Linked DNA regions of Mus musculus: regions 2, 3 and 4 are each linked to region 1. A link is a contact called in public HiChIP or PLAC-seq data. All regions are on one chromosome and are shown on one strand. Each heading gives the region's core, a stretch centred on a gene start, on an enhancer-like site or on the middle of the called end of the contact. The rest is flanking DNA. Distances are from core to core; before and after follow the strand shown. Region 1 holds the start of Gap43 (growth associated protein 43). Region 2 overlaps 4932412D23Rik (RIKEN cDNA 4932412D23 gene). Region 3 has its middle 66 kb from the start of Gm29960. Region 4 overlaps Gm29960 (a long non-coding RNA gene).

The links. HiChIP or PLAC-seq counts read pairs in DNA pulled down with a chosen protein or histone mark.
Region 2: an H3K4me3 HiChIP or PLAC-seq map of forebrain shows a contact between it and region 1, with 6 times the contacts expected there. The contact joins the enhancer-like site here to the promoter of Gap43 in region 1. A contact is called at or near these places in 2 of 39 promoter capture datasets (cranial neural crest and hippocampal neurons), 1 of 15 datasets of contacts at CTCF or cohesin (the NIH/3T3 cell line), 3 of 484 Hi-C or Micro-C datasets (the N1E-115 cell line, cerebral cortex and forebrain), 7 of 115 datasets of contacts at active chromatin or transcription factors (SST interneurons, embryonic basal ganglia, embryonic forebrain and 4 more) and 4 of 9 other capture datasets (adipose tissue, liver, macrophages and 1 more).
Region 3: a contact with region 1 is called in an H3K4me3 HiChIP or PLAC-seq map of forebrain, with 6 times the contacts expected there. The contact joins the enhancer-like site here to the promoter of Gap43 in region 1. A contact is called at or near these places in 4 of 39 promoter capture datasets (the HPC-7 cell line, cranial neural crest, embryonic stem cells and 1 more), 2 of 484 Hi-C or Micro-C datasets (the N1E-115 cell line and cortical neurons), 8 of 115 datasets of contacts at active chromatin or transcription factors (VIP interneurons, embryonic basal ganglia, embryonic forebrain and 5 more) and 2 of 9 other capture datasets (adipose tissue and liver).
Region 4: a contact with region 1 is called in an H3K27ac HiChIP or PLAC-seq map of VIP interneurons, with 6 times the contacts expected there. The contact joins the enhancer-like site here to the promoter of Gap43 in region 1. A contact is called at or near these places in 2 of 39 promoter capture datasets (embryonic stem cells and hippocampal neurons), 2 of 484 Hi-C or Micro-C datasets (cortical neurons and embryonic fibroblasts), 7 of 115 datasets of contacts at active chromatin or transcription factors (VIP interneurons, embryonic forebrain, embryonic hindbrain and 4 more) and 2 of 9 other capture datasets (adipose tissue and liver).

What each region holds. Positions count from the first base shown.
Region 1 is chr16:42,338,985-42,342,154 of GRCm38.p6, forward strand. It overlaps Gap43 (growth associated protein 43), which reads right to left and starts at 1,667. Exons shown (of 3, transcript NM_008083.2): 1 at 1,489-1,667. The coding sequence starts at 1,518.
Region 2 is chr16:42,747,342-42,750,511 of GRCm38.p6, forward strand. All of the region lies in intron 1 of 4932412D23Rik (RIKEN cDNA 4932412D23 gene), which reads right to left. Among named protein-coding and RNA genes, the nearest start is that of Gm29960, 96 kb to the left of the region's middle. Within about 2 kb of position 1,545, at least 7 of the 459 cell types and tissues checked have an H3K27ac peak or open chromatin away from gene starts, as enhancers often do. A contact at or near this core is called in forebrain, where this site is marked.
Region 3 is chr16:42,716,633-42,719,802 of GRCm38.p6, forward strand. No RefSeq gene overlaps it. Among named protein-coding and RNA genes, the nearest start is that of Gm29960, 66 kb to the left of the region's middle. Within about 2 kb of position 1,594, at least 65 of the 459 cell types and tissues checked have an H3K27ac peak or open chromatin away from gene starts, as enhancers often do. A contact at or near this core is called in the N1E-115 cell line, VIP interneurons, cortical neurons and 4 more, where this site is marked.
Region 4 is chr16:42,648,460-42,651,629 of GRCm38.p6, forward strand. All of the region lies in intron 1 of Gm29960 (a long non-coding RNA gene), which reads right to left. Among named protein-coding and RNA genes, the nearest start is that of Gm29960, 2.6 kb to the right of the region's middle. Within about 2 kb of position 1,537, at least 14 of the 459 cell types and tissues checked have an H3K27ac peak or open chromatin away from gene starts, as enhancers often do. A contact at or near this core is called in embryonic fibroblasts, where this site is marked.

The DNA.
Region 1 (3,170 bases), core at 417-2,916:
TTCTCCTCTAACTACTTTGGCATTTGGCTTTTACCTCTTTTTCTAGTCCTTCCTCTTCCCCACCCCCCACCCCTCCTTCCAGGGCGCTGGCTGCATGTGGCCAGGCTGAAGGGCTGTTTCCTCTGTACCCTCCCCCATCCCCTTTGGATTCAGAAAGTGTCTAACAAATTGTCCAATTTCCAATACCTGCACAAGAATAATGCCAAATACCCCTGTCTTGCACCCCGCCCTTACAGCAATCAGTTTGCAGAGGGGGTCTACAACCACGACTGCCATCCCACCCCACCCCGCCATGGGCACACTCACACACAGGCACACACACTCATTCCAACCCCACACCCATTTTTTTCTTTCTTAACCTTCTCTAAAAATCACTCAAACATGCTCCTAGGGGTGTTTGAAGGCTACATTTGGAGAGCGTTCCTGTGCTGTGGATGACTGCAGGATCCCAAGCACCCTCACCTCAATTAAGTTTCTAAAACGTCTTTCACGAAATAAGTGAGCAATTTGAAATAAAATGGAAAAAAATAATCTAGGCGGTGGGGGAGGGGAGGTGGGGGATTGGGATTCTAGCTCCTCTTGGACAGTCCCTCATCCTGAGGACCACGAGTCACCCTCCTCCAGGATATTAACACACCTCAGGTCACTGCTAATGCCAGCAAAGACTCACAGGAAGAGGGGAAAGAGAAAAGCCCCGGTTTCCAACAGGTAATACGGGCTCGGCTCCCCTTTCCCATCCCATCTCAGCTCAAAGCTCCTAGGGGCGTGGTCCATCCTCTTCCCGGACCAGCTGGCACACAATCCGTTCCTGATCTCAGGAAGGGGGTTTTCCCCCTCGGCATAGGCAGTTCTCCCCCAACCCTTGTTGTCTTTAGGCTCTCTTTAAAAAATAAAAAATCTCCTAAATCAGTTTCATTCATTCGTTAAATAAATAAATAAAACCTTCACATGTTTTCCCACATACACCTGCGCCCCTTTGAAGCTCACGCGAGCACGAAATCAGGTATCTTCCGCGGCACATGTGAGAAAATTTGAATCACGGAACAGGCAATGTTGAAATGTGACTATAATTCCCCCAGACCTAATTTTCCACAAATAATATCAAGATTAGCTTTTTTGATCTCGTAGATAGAGCCCACATCGTCCCCACACCCCTTTCTGCATCCACACCCTCAAAACCAGAGACCTAGCGGCTGAGCACTTACTAATAGGCGAGGGGAATCATATTTCTAGCCAAGCCGGCATATTTCTCTCCCCTTACCCTAATTAGTAGCAGCATTCCAAAAACCAGATCATGAAAGGCAGAAAAGAATAACGCCGGGATGCAAGCATCAGTTACCGTATGCTAAGGAAGCCAGAGCATCATGCCAGGGCAGAAGCAGTTTTTTTTTAAAAAAAAAAATTTTTTTTTCTGCCTTTCACGAGGAAACCCTGTACTCTGATAATTTCACAACAGCAAAGAAGTAAAAAAGAAATCTTTAGCTCTACCTGTTTGGTTCTTCTCATACAGCACAGCATGGTGGTATCTTCCCCTGCCTTCTTCCTGCCTTCTCTCCTTTCCTCCTCTCTTCCTTATTCCCCCCCTCTCCACCTCTTTTCTGCTCGCTTGCTCACTCGCTCTCTCGCGCTAGCGCGCTCTCCCTCCCTCCCTCCCTCTCCCTCCCTCTCCCTCTCTCTCTCTCTCTCCCTCACACACACCAGGGCAGTTAGCAGCAACTGTAAGGTCCACAGCTATTGCTCACCGCACACGCACATTCTCTCTCTCTCTCTCTCTCTCTCTCTCTCTCTCTCTCTCTCTCTCTCTCTCTCTCTCTCTCTCTCTCTCTCTCCCTCTCTCCCCCTCTCTCTCCCTCTCGTCCCTTCCTCCTCTTTCCTTCCTCTCTCCTTTTCCTTCCTTCCTTCTCCTCTTTCCTCCACTCCCCACCCAATCTTTTTCTTCCTTCTCCCTGGGTCCCTTTCTCAGAATTGTTTGCTAGCTTCCAGTGACTAATCACTTCCCGTAGCCCCTACCCCCATTTCTAGACAGTCACCCCCTCCCAGTCCCCTGCCAGCCTCATGAATATTTAAACACCTCCAATCTGGACCCAATTACCCACTGACTTTCCGCACTGCATTGGGAGGGCTATGGGGTGGGGGTAGAAAGGATATTCCAGAGAGTTGGAGAGATTGGATGGAACATGTTTTAGGGAAGTGGGGCCCGAGGAATGCTCCTGTTTCTTTTCTAACTCTCCTCTTTCCCAGTACCACAAGAAGGAAAATGCAAAGAGGACCTAGAGGTGCACATAAGTTACAGCTGCCATTAGATTTTACGCGCAGTTGATAATCATGGAGGTTCAGTTTTCTCAACACTAACTGATTTTATTTATATAACCTAACTGCACACATATGATACTCTTAGCTATGCACAAATATATCACCTACAAATGTGTCAGTACGCTACACACACACACACACACACACACAGCAGTCAAGCATTCTGAGCACTTGAATGTGGAATAAACTATGGTCTAGGAATTAGACTCCATATCTAAAACTACATAGTGGGTTATTTGCTTATGCACACAAGCTTCTTTGACAGTTGTGATTCTTTCTAATTAGCTTAGTGTCTGTGAATGACAGATTTCTGTAACACTAACATTTAATGTCTTACATTCTGAGAGCAATGGACACAGGTAAACTCTGTCTTGAGGAAAGATGCATACCATGAAGTCCACCTCAGTTCCTTCTAGTGCCTCTGCTATTCTGGGGGGAGGGGGGCGATATGACTTGTAAATCTGTATTGTGCAAAGTTTAGACATTTGGTATTGTGTGGCCTTGGAGAGCCCTTTACATCTATAAAGTGGCTATAATAATGTCAGTCATGCCAACACATTTTAGGACGGGAGGCAATGTGCACAGGACACTCTGGAGCCACTCTTGACATAGGTAGTTTTACAGACAACTTTTCTGAAATGTTGGTAACATTTCTAAGTGACTACGTCAAAGAACTTTCCAGATGATTTCTTATTGTTCATTACTGATGACAAGTATCTAATTAAATAGCTCATGTTGTTCTTTATCCCTCCTAGACATGAACTTTTTTTAACAGACAACGGGCAGACAACGTGCTATCATGTTTATTTTGGAACTGCTGAGAGCCTACTTAATAGATTAAGGGGCACGCCTTTTAA
Region 2 (3,170 bases), core at 295-2,794, 410 kb after region 1:
ACCCCAACAATGAAGATTTAACGTCTACTCTTCCAGAACAACGTCTCAGAATTATTCTATCTCAGCTCTTTATGCAAACGCTTTTCGTTGCTTTCTAGCTCTCTTTGTGCTCAACCACTTATTCATCTTAGAACCATTTCTGGCTACAGCATCTTCCTCTGGGATAGTTAGAGTCAAGTGACCGAGGTGGGTAAGTGAGTGGACACCAAAATGCTGTGTGATAAGCATTCTCATTAGAAATAGCCTTAGGGTTCAGAGAGGATAAGAAACAAAGGGGAAGGCAAACCCAGGCTCTGGAACAGGAAGAAGTCCTCAGAATGGCATGCTGAGTATTCACCATTTGGTTTTGTTTTTATAATTGCAATTCAAATGATAATTTTAAATCCTGATACTTGGTCCATAGAATGCAAGTATACATTTTTAGCAAATAGTTCCATTGTAGTCCAGAGGGTTCATTTGTCTGCCAACTTGCCCAAGTTACCCAGAGTAGGTATATCCCCAACACAGGGAGAAACAGACACTTCTTTAGACCTCCATAGTAGGAACAATCAAATGAGTTCAGAGGGGGATTTTGTGTTCAAATCCTAAAACCCTAGGCTAGTACCTAGGACACACATAAAATACCGCGTTGCTTGCCTTTCTCCCAGCAGATTCTCTTTCATGTTGTATTCTGTTGACTTACTGCTCCCTCACCAACAAAAAAACCAGAGCCTGGATTGAGTAGTAGCAGCTCAACAGTAAATAGTTTGCCTCACACTCAGGGACCCTGCATATGGTCCTCAGTACTACACACACACACACACACACGAACCCCTCTAAAAATACACTTCAATATTTTTAGTTGTTGTTTGCTCTACAGAACATCCTAGATGTCCTTGTACTATGACCTAACACCCAGGTGTCTACAACACACTTTCAGACCAGCCATGGTGGTGCAGGCCTTTCCTGCCAACACTCATAAGACAGAGGCTGGTAAGTATCTGTGAACTAGAAGCAGCCTGTCTACATAGTGAGCTCCAAGCCAGCCAGAGCTCCAGGTATTCAAACAAAAAACTAAGAAGAAGAAAAAAATACTAGTTTTTGTTGAATGAGTATTTTATTTCTTTATATCTCCTGCTTTTAATGCCTACTTTATCTCTGTGGTTTTAGAACATTGTTTCATAACCCTTTTCATATACATAAAAAATAATCACTTTGGAAAGCACCCTGGAATGACTGAGAGGGTCTATTCCAGTCTATGGGTGCCCCCTCATTCCCAAGACCCAGCGTTCATACATCCAGATCTTAGGTCAGCAAAAACAAGGCCCACTACTTGGGAGCTCTTGTTTCTGTCAATTGAAAGGGAAGAGGCACTTTCTTCCACTCTGCATTTTGTAGCTCATCTTTCCTACTCAGCATGTCCTACTGTTTTTCTTTTAACTTTTGGGTTTTTTTTTTTTAATCCTTTCTGGAACACTTACAGGTTGCTTATGGGAATGTAAAGTGGAACAGATGCTCTGGATAGAAGCACAGGGCTCCTCCAAAAACTGAACGCAGAGTTACATAATCCTTCCATCCCGTTTCCGCTTATATATGCAAAAGAATTGGAAAGAAGGGACTCCAGCAGGTGGTATGCACCCGTGTTCATTTTAGCAGTTGTGCACAATAGCTAGAAGATGGAAGCCATCCAAATGGATAAATAAATCATGGCACGTACATACAACAGTCTTTTATTCAACCTTGCAAATGATTTTGATAAATACAACACTATAGGTAAAACTAAAGGAAATGGTGCTAAGTGAAATGAGCTAATTACCAAAAAAATGAATCTTGTATGAGTCTGCTTTGTATGATATATCTAGATAGTCAAATACATAGTGGGAAAAGTAGATTGAGGTATCCCCAGGGCTGGACAGATGGAGCAATGTCAAGGCTCTAAATGTCAAATCTGTAATCTTAAAATTAGCTAAAATAGTAGGTCTTAAATTATGTTTATGTCACTATAATTTTAAGTGTATCCTTTCAAATTGTATTGAAAACATTTAAGATTATAATCCTTATTCCTATAACTATTTGGGGGATGATTAATGAAAAGCTTGAACACATGCTGATTTGCCCAGACTTTTGAAAAGACAGAGTAGAGACCTGTCAATTAACACTCATTAGTCTCAATCCAATCCCAGGATATCATTGCCACCTGCCGTATCTGTTGTTTGAATGGGTGCCCAACATTCCAACCATCCAGAGGCTTCCAAGTCATTTCAGAATGGACCTCGGTTTGACTTTGTTGTCATAAGCACAGTCTCATACCTTTTCCATTCTCACCCTAGCCTTAAATTTTTAATAAAATGTGATTGATTAGCATTTAAATGCAAACACAAAACCTTTATCGACCTGCACTTACATTGATCAATGCTTCTAAGAAATGCAAAGCTCTTCAAGTCCCTTGAAGATAGAGCATCATTTTGGACTGGCAGGCTTTCAGGGTGTGCCTAGCATTAGATTAACACATTTCATAAGATGTGTCCCAACAGCATATCACAGTCCTAACATGACTCCATGACCTGTTCTTCTGCTGACTTCACACCTCGCATTTCTAAGGTAAAATTATACATTGTTTTTCTCTCACTCAGATACCCTGCTGTCTTTCTCACCTTCATTTTAGATGCTTAATTTAGAGTCTCCCATCTCATTCTTAGGCAGGAAAATCCAACTGAGGTTAAAGAGACAGTCTTTTGGAAAATGAACATCAGCCAGAAACTGCTACACACACTCACACACACACACACACACACACACACACACACACACAAATGGTCATTTTGCTGCCACTGAAAACTAGCTAATGAAGCTAAGAAAAACAGTTAGAACCATGATTATTCCAGACCTGAAAAGAAGGCTTGGTTAGCATTTTGACCTTTGAAAACACAAGATGTAATTATGATAAGAGCAATTTTGAACTCTTACTTAGATTTCTCCTCACTGAAGATTAATCCATATCTAATTTCCTGATACACAGTAGGCCTTCAGTTCCATTCCACAGAACCCTTGTCTTCTGAATCAGCAAACAATGCCAGTGGCTTGGCAGTGAGCTGCTTAGTCGAGGGAAATGCAGGAAATAAAGGCTAATGATGTTGCTTTGCATATCACTGAGACAGGGCCCTGAGGAGTTATGAAAAAGCCTCTGGAAT
Region 3 (3,170 bases), core at 344-2,843, 380 kb after region 1:
AACACTGAGAAGCAGGAAAATGGAGCCCACTCTCTGCAGTCATCAATCCGTGTACAACACTTATGGATTCCAGGAAATAAAAAATCGCTCATTCCACAAATATTTACCAAACCTCATCTGGTCCCTTACACAGACCTAAGAAGCATCTTCAATAGAATTCCAAGCTTGTCATTGCTCAGGGACCATCCTCTCCAGCATCTAGGTGATGCTCCCATTAATGCCAGCCTTCCCCACTAGCATCCATATTTCCCCCATTGTAACTAGGTAACTAGGTAACTAGGTATTACCTCTAGTGGCAGGAAGAGAGAACCCCATCAAAAGGTACATAGAAGTCAAGGTCAACACACACCTAATTTGCTTTTCCTTTATGTAATATGGTCTCACTAGGTTTCTGTAAAATGGAGCCAGGCTGCTAAACCCAGTGAGATGTACAAAGAAAAGGACATTATTGTCATGCTCAAGGAGGGCTTTACTTAAAAAAAAAAAAAAAAAAAAAAAAAGGAGCGGGGGAGAAAATATCTTAGTCTGAGAGCACAAGGGAGGGGCCATAAACATGATAGTTGAGGACAGACTACCAGAGAAGCCCCTTGAAGCATTCGGCCCATGGCTTACAGAGCATTCGGTCCCTGTTTAGCACAAGGACAGTCTAGAGATGCTCTGTCTATCTGCTGATCAGAGACAAGGCTGCACAGAGGAGTGCCACTTAAATCCCATTCCAGCTGCTCCCCATGTCAGAAGTCCACACCGGAAAACTGGAATAGGCTCTGATGTGAGAGAGCTGCCCCATGGTTCAGAGTAGCAAGAACTCGGACCTGCTGACCGCTTGCAGCTCTGAGCACAACAGAATGTAGTAAAAGCCTTGCAGAGATGCAAAATTAGATGAGTGGTCTCCGGGGAAATGAATGAATAAACACTAATGTCTGCTGTCTGACTGTCTACTCATTTGCTTGTGATATTTATATTGAAGGCCTTCAGCGTGCTGATCGCATTTTAAAAGCCAAGTATGTGTATGCTGGTTTACAAGTATACAATCTAGAGAATGAAGCCTAGTTGATCTAAAGAGGTCTGTCCCCATGCCTCCCATCTTCACAGGGAAGAGGCAGAGGGGACAGAGGCAGCCTGCAACTCAATGAAGTTTGCCTATTCAGGCTTTGACCTTTGCTCTTCTTGTCTTGCCAGTGACACTGAAGATTCTTAATCTAGTCACTTGAGATGACCTGTGTTACTAGAAACCATTACGGTCAAAATGAAAACGCATTAAAAGGCAGGTAATATGCTTGCTACTGTGATACATGGGACTTTATTCTTCCTGCAGAGTGCAGAGCAACGCGAGTCTGCCCCATCAGCACAGAAACAGGACAATCTTTCATATGGATGAAATAGCCTTGAAAGCTTCGTCACTGCAGAGCAGAGAGAAGCTACTAAAATGGTTCTTCTTAGCCTCTTTCTGCTGATAAAAAAAAATGGAGAGAGAGAGAGAGTGAGAGAGTGAGAGAGAGAGAGAGAGAGAGAGAGACTGCACCACCTCCCAAGGGCTTCAATGCAGTTGCTATGGCAACACTATATCTGAGTCAGAACTATTAACAATCACCATGGCAACAAGTGTCTCACTTGCCATTTCCAGAAACTGGATGCGTTTGGACTGAAATCATCACACCATGAAGAAAGGGGTGGGGCCTCTCTCTCACTAGGAAACAGAAATACTTTCTCCAAATACCTTACGCAAAAAAAAAAAAATGTTTTAAGTAAAATGAAGTTAAATAGGAAGGGAATCATGTTGTTATGAGCCACACAACACTGTCTCTGTAATCTTATTGTTTGTTGGAATTAGTGCCAAAAATGTTAATAATCAGGATGTTAAATTTATTTTACCCATAAGTCCCAGTAAAATCTTTCATATATATGAGTGAACTTCCTTCCTGTTTTGTCAACGTGAACAAGAACACATTTTATATGTCTTGCCTGGCTCTCTTCTGTATCTGCGTAATCTCCCTAGCCTTACCCCGTCAGACACCCTCGTGAATATTTAGCACAGTAGAATTCTTTAGAGATTTGTGGATCACACTTGTCAAGCAGAAGAAATGATCGTGCTTATTCCTGTAGAGGCACCGAAATGGAGGGTGTGGTGCTGTTCGAGAAGAGGTCATGTTTCAACTTGGGGCTCTTCCTACTGCACAGTTTCAGATACAGAATGCTAAAATAGTTGGTGATACTGGACTTCACCTCAGGTGTGACCTCAGTGAGTGACTGCACACTGGCAGAAAAATCAACACTAGCTTGCTCTTTCTTGAGACCTGTTGGTTGAGTTCTCTTTGCTTTTTCATGACCCTTCCTTCCCTAATTGTCCCAGGATGCATTTCACTGCCAATGTTCCTGCCTCCAATCTATGTCATGTCATATTCTTGAGGTTTCTATCCCAGGGCCAAAAGAGGTTACCTGGTAGCCTTGAAGATAATTTCTCCTGTACTTTACCAATAGAAAGGTACAAGAGTGATGTGAAACAGATTTTCCTAAAACAAAAGCCAAATGAGATCAATGCTCAGATTAATATCTTTTTTTTCTTTTCTTTTCTCAGAACCTTGCTTAGTTAGAACAAGAATTCTCTTACAGAGACAAAGTTTGGAGCTGAGACAAAAGGATGGTCCATCTAGAGACTGCCATATCCAGGGATCCATCCCATAATTAGCCTCCAAACGATGACACCATTGCATACACTAGCAAGCCTTTGTTGCAAGGACGGTGATATAGCTGTCCCTTGTGAGACTACCCTGGGGCCTAGCAAACACAGAAGTGGATGCTCACAGTCAACTATTGGATGGATCACAGGGCCCCCAATGGAGGAGCTAGAGAAAGTATCCAAGGAGCTAAAGAGATCTGCAACCCTGTCGGAGGAACAACATTATGAACTAACCAGTACCCCAGAGCTCTTGACTCTAGCTGCATATGTATCAAAAGATGACCTAGTCGGCCATCACTGGAAAGAGAGGCCCATTGGTCAGGCAAACGTTATATGCCCCAGTACAGGGGAATGCCAGGGTCAAAAAATGGGAATGGGTGGGTAGGGGAGTGGGGGGGGGGGACTTTTGGAATAGCATTGGAAATGTAATTGAAGAAAATACGTAATAAAAAAAAAAGAAAAAAAATTTTACCCCCTCAATAGAATTACCTAT
Region 4 (3,170 bases), core at 287-2,786, 310 kb after region 1:
CAGTTGCGATTAATATTAATTTTTTCCATTAACATGACTAGTTCTCATGAAGACTGAGAACTGTACTGATCTATGAACACAGAGGCATGAATTCAGAGAATAATCTGATACTCTGTTCATTTATCAGGAAACTAGTAGTAAATGTACCACTGGGACCTATGAGATCCACAACCGTGGCTTCTTGGCTAGATTTGTAATACCAAGCATGCATTTCCTCCTGTGAAGTGGTTTTTAAATCGGATCAGAAAATGGTTGGTTACCTCTATACCATTCATGTCCCTCTTGCACCCGTGAGCACACCTTGCCATGCTGGTCACTGTAGTTCACAGAGTTCACAGCCAGACAAAACTAATGATGGCATTCCCTCCAGCAACTACGAAGCATTTTCCTGTACTATGAGAGCTAGCTGGCTAACAGGGAGGAGGCTTCATGGTCAGTAACAACTTGCTTTTTCTAGGTCTAATGACCAAAGTATGTGGTCCCTTTCGCAATAGGGTCTAACCACTAAATACTGGTGAGTAACCAAGAACAGGGAGTAGCCTGTATTACTTGGAATGTATAGGGAACACCTTGACCAACAACTCCAGGGGAGGTATGCCACTCCTAGCACTGGGCTTGTCATTTGCCCATTTGTCTATGGCTCCTAGGAAGAGATCCTTCAAGAGGTGACTCCAGTTAAAGTTTGCAGCTCCCACTTCAAACAATGTAAAAGCTATCCTCCTTCAAAGGGCTACAGTAACATATGATCCAAACTACTTATTTTCATATTCCCAGCACTTAAAACAAGAGTCCTTTCCTGAATATGGCAATTATATAAGAATCATTGGATAACTGAATTACTTAATGAATAATAAAGTATAAAGCCCCTGTTTGTTCTAAAACATCAGACCCCCCCATTAGAAACCATCTTATCAAAAATTTCAAAAGAAACCCCGATCGTGTAACTTTATCTATATTGAGAAATCAAATTCTTTTTTTTTAAAAAAAGACAAATGCAGAAAACATTTGTTAAATATATGTAACCAAGAACTGTTAATGTTGATAATGCATTTCAGTATAAACAAAGGGAACTGGAATAAATCATAAAATATGAGGTATTATAACATAAAATATATAATGCATAAAATATATGCTAAAATTAAAATAGGAAAGAAGATTATAAAATATTACTAGTAAGGGACCATTGGTCACTTCTGAACATTATGAAAACAAATAAGTGAGTAATAATTGTTTTTATGAGAGTCATAAAATTATACCATGCCCAAATTTAAAATCAGTTTCATTAATGTATGCTAAAATAGAAAATAGCTGTTGAATCAAGCCTGCTTTCATTGTTTTGAATCTCAGAACCTGTAGTTCAAGCGGAAGACCGGTTGGTGATGAAATGAAGACCACAGGGCCTGCAGAAGCTTGCAGCCTGCAATCAGGCTGAGGGTGGTTGCTGGGAACAAGAGCCACATTTGTCCCTCAGCTCCCTGGAGGCAGAGCACAGAGCAGCTGCACAGAACTAAGGGCACAGAAGCTACCCTCAGGAGAGCAGCCCCACTGCCCTTTCCTTCTTGTGTTCTCCCTCCATGTTCTGCCAACCCAGCCAGCACAGGCTCCTAAGCAGCACACCCTTTCATCCTTAGAACTCGTGCTCATGCCTACTGACAAAAGCAGCTGGGAGAAAATTGTATTTGTATCGACTCCACGCTGAAACCAATCCTGCCATGGCTGGTGTCTAAGCTATCAACTTGACATCACCGTACACTGTTTGTTTGTTTTAATTTTTATTCTTCTCTAATGTATTCCATCCCGACTGCAGTTTCCCCTCCCACCCCTAGCCCAGTCTCTCCCTCCCTGTCTTTAAATGGTACTTGTGTTCTTTCTTTAACATAAGTGGATGATCATCATAGAATAAACATTCCTAATGTTTTCTTTAAGAAGGAAACTGTAATTCCAGGTAGGTTTTGTTGTTATTGTTGTCACCCCACACGCACACTTTTATTATTATTTTGTTGTTGTTTTATTGCTATGTAACCTTTGTCTTGATTTCCAATCTAGGGCCACATCTAAAAATCTGAAATCCCTAGTTTTGGTGGACTCTATCTCCCTTGGACAGCTCTCCCACTCAAGTACTAACCAGCCCTGAGCCTGCGTAGCTTCTAAGATCAAATGAGGTTGACAGTGGTCAGGTCAGAGTGGTATGGCCCTAGATAATACTACCACAACTCTGATGGTCAGTGGTTGTCTGTACGGCCTACAGATAGAACTATGAGTACAAACCATTGGATTGATACCTGTGGTTAACTGATCACTATATTTAGTGCCTCCAAGTGAAGCTCTGTATATCCAAGACCTCTGTGACAGGGAGAAGACGCTACTTTCTTTATCATCTAGCTCATTTCACCCATTTATCATCTAGCTCATTTCACTCATTTTCAAGCTGAGACAGCCATCCTCTGAGGAAAATTCTGAGCCTCCTGTGCCCTCTTGCAGCCAGCAGTGTTAGAGGTCTCTCTTTCCTGTTCCCCTATGTGACTCTCAGCAGTGTAACAGGCACAGTGTTTAGAGACCATTGTTTTCTTTCCTTTGCCTTTAACCATCACATTGAAGGCAGGGAGTGTATCCAAATGCCTTTACCTCCACAGGTGCACACAGCATAACAGGAGGAATGCTGTAGACTCCCAAGTTCATCCCTTCCCTCAGTCACCTGACTCTTCACAGATGTCCCCCAGCATCTGCTGTGTACCAAACAGTGGCTCAAGGACTGGAGATAAAACAGTGACAAAGTTCTGGAGTTTTCTGTCAGCACCACAGAGAAAATATAAGTGACTTATAGCTTATTGAATGATTATAGGTGCTGAGAAGAACAACTAAAATCATGAATGTTGCTTGGTGTAGGTGGTAATGGCTTTTCGGTACAATTGTTTGGAGGATTCCATTGGTAAATTGACATCTTCATAAAGATTGGAAGGAGGCTGATAGGAACCGCACAATACCACTAGGTTCCTGTCCAGATTCATGGGCAATATAAAATTTGGTCTTTTTTTTTTTTTTTTTTTTTTTTTTGCTAATGCTTCAGACCTAGCTTATTGGATTCTTGTGGGTCTGGGTCACTCGCCCCCAGAGCAGTGGTTACCCACATAGGAAGTCTCTGGGTTCATCCTCCTACCTGTTCAATCATT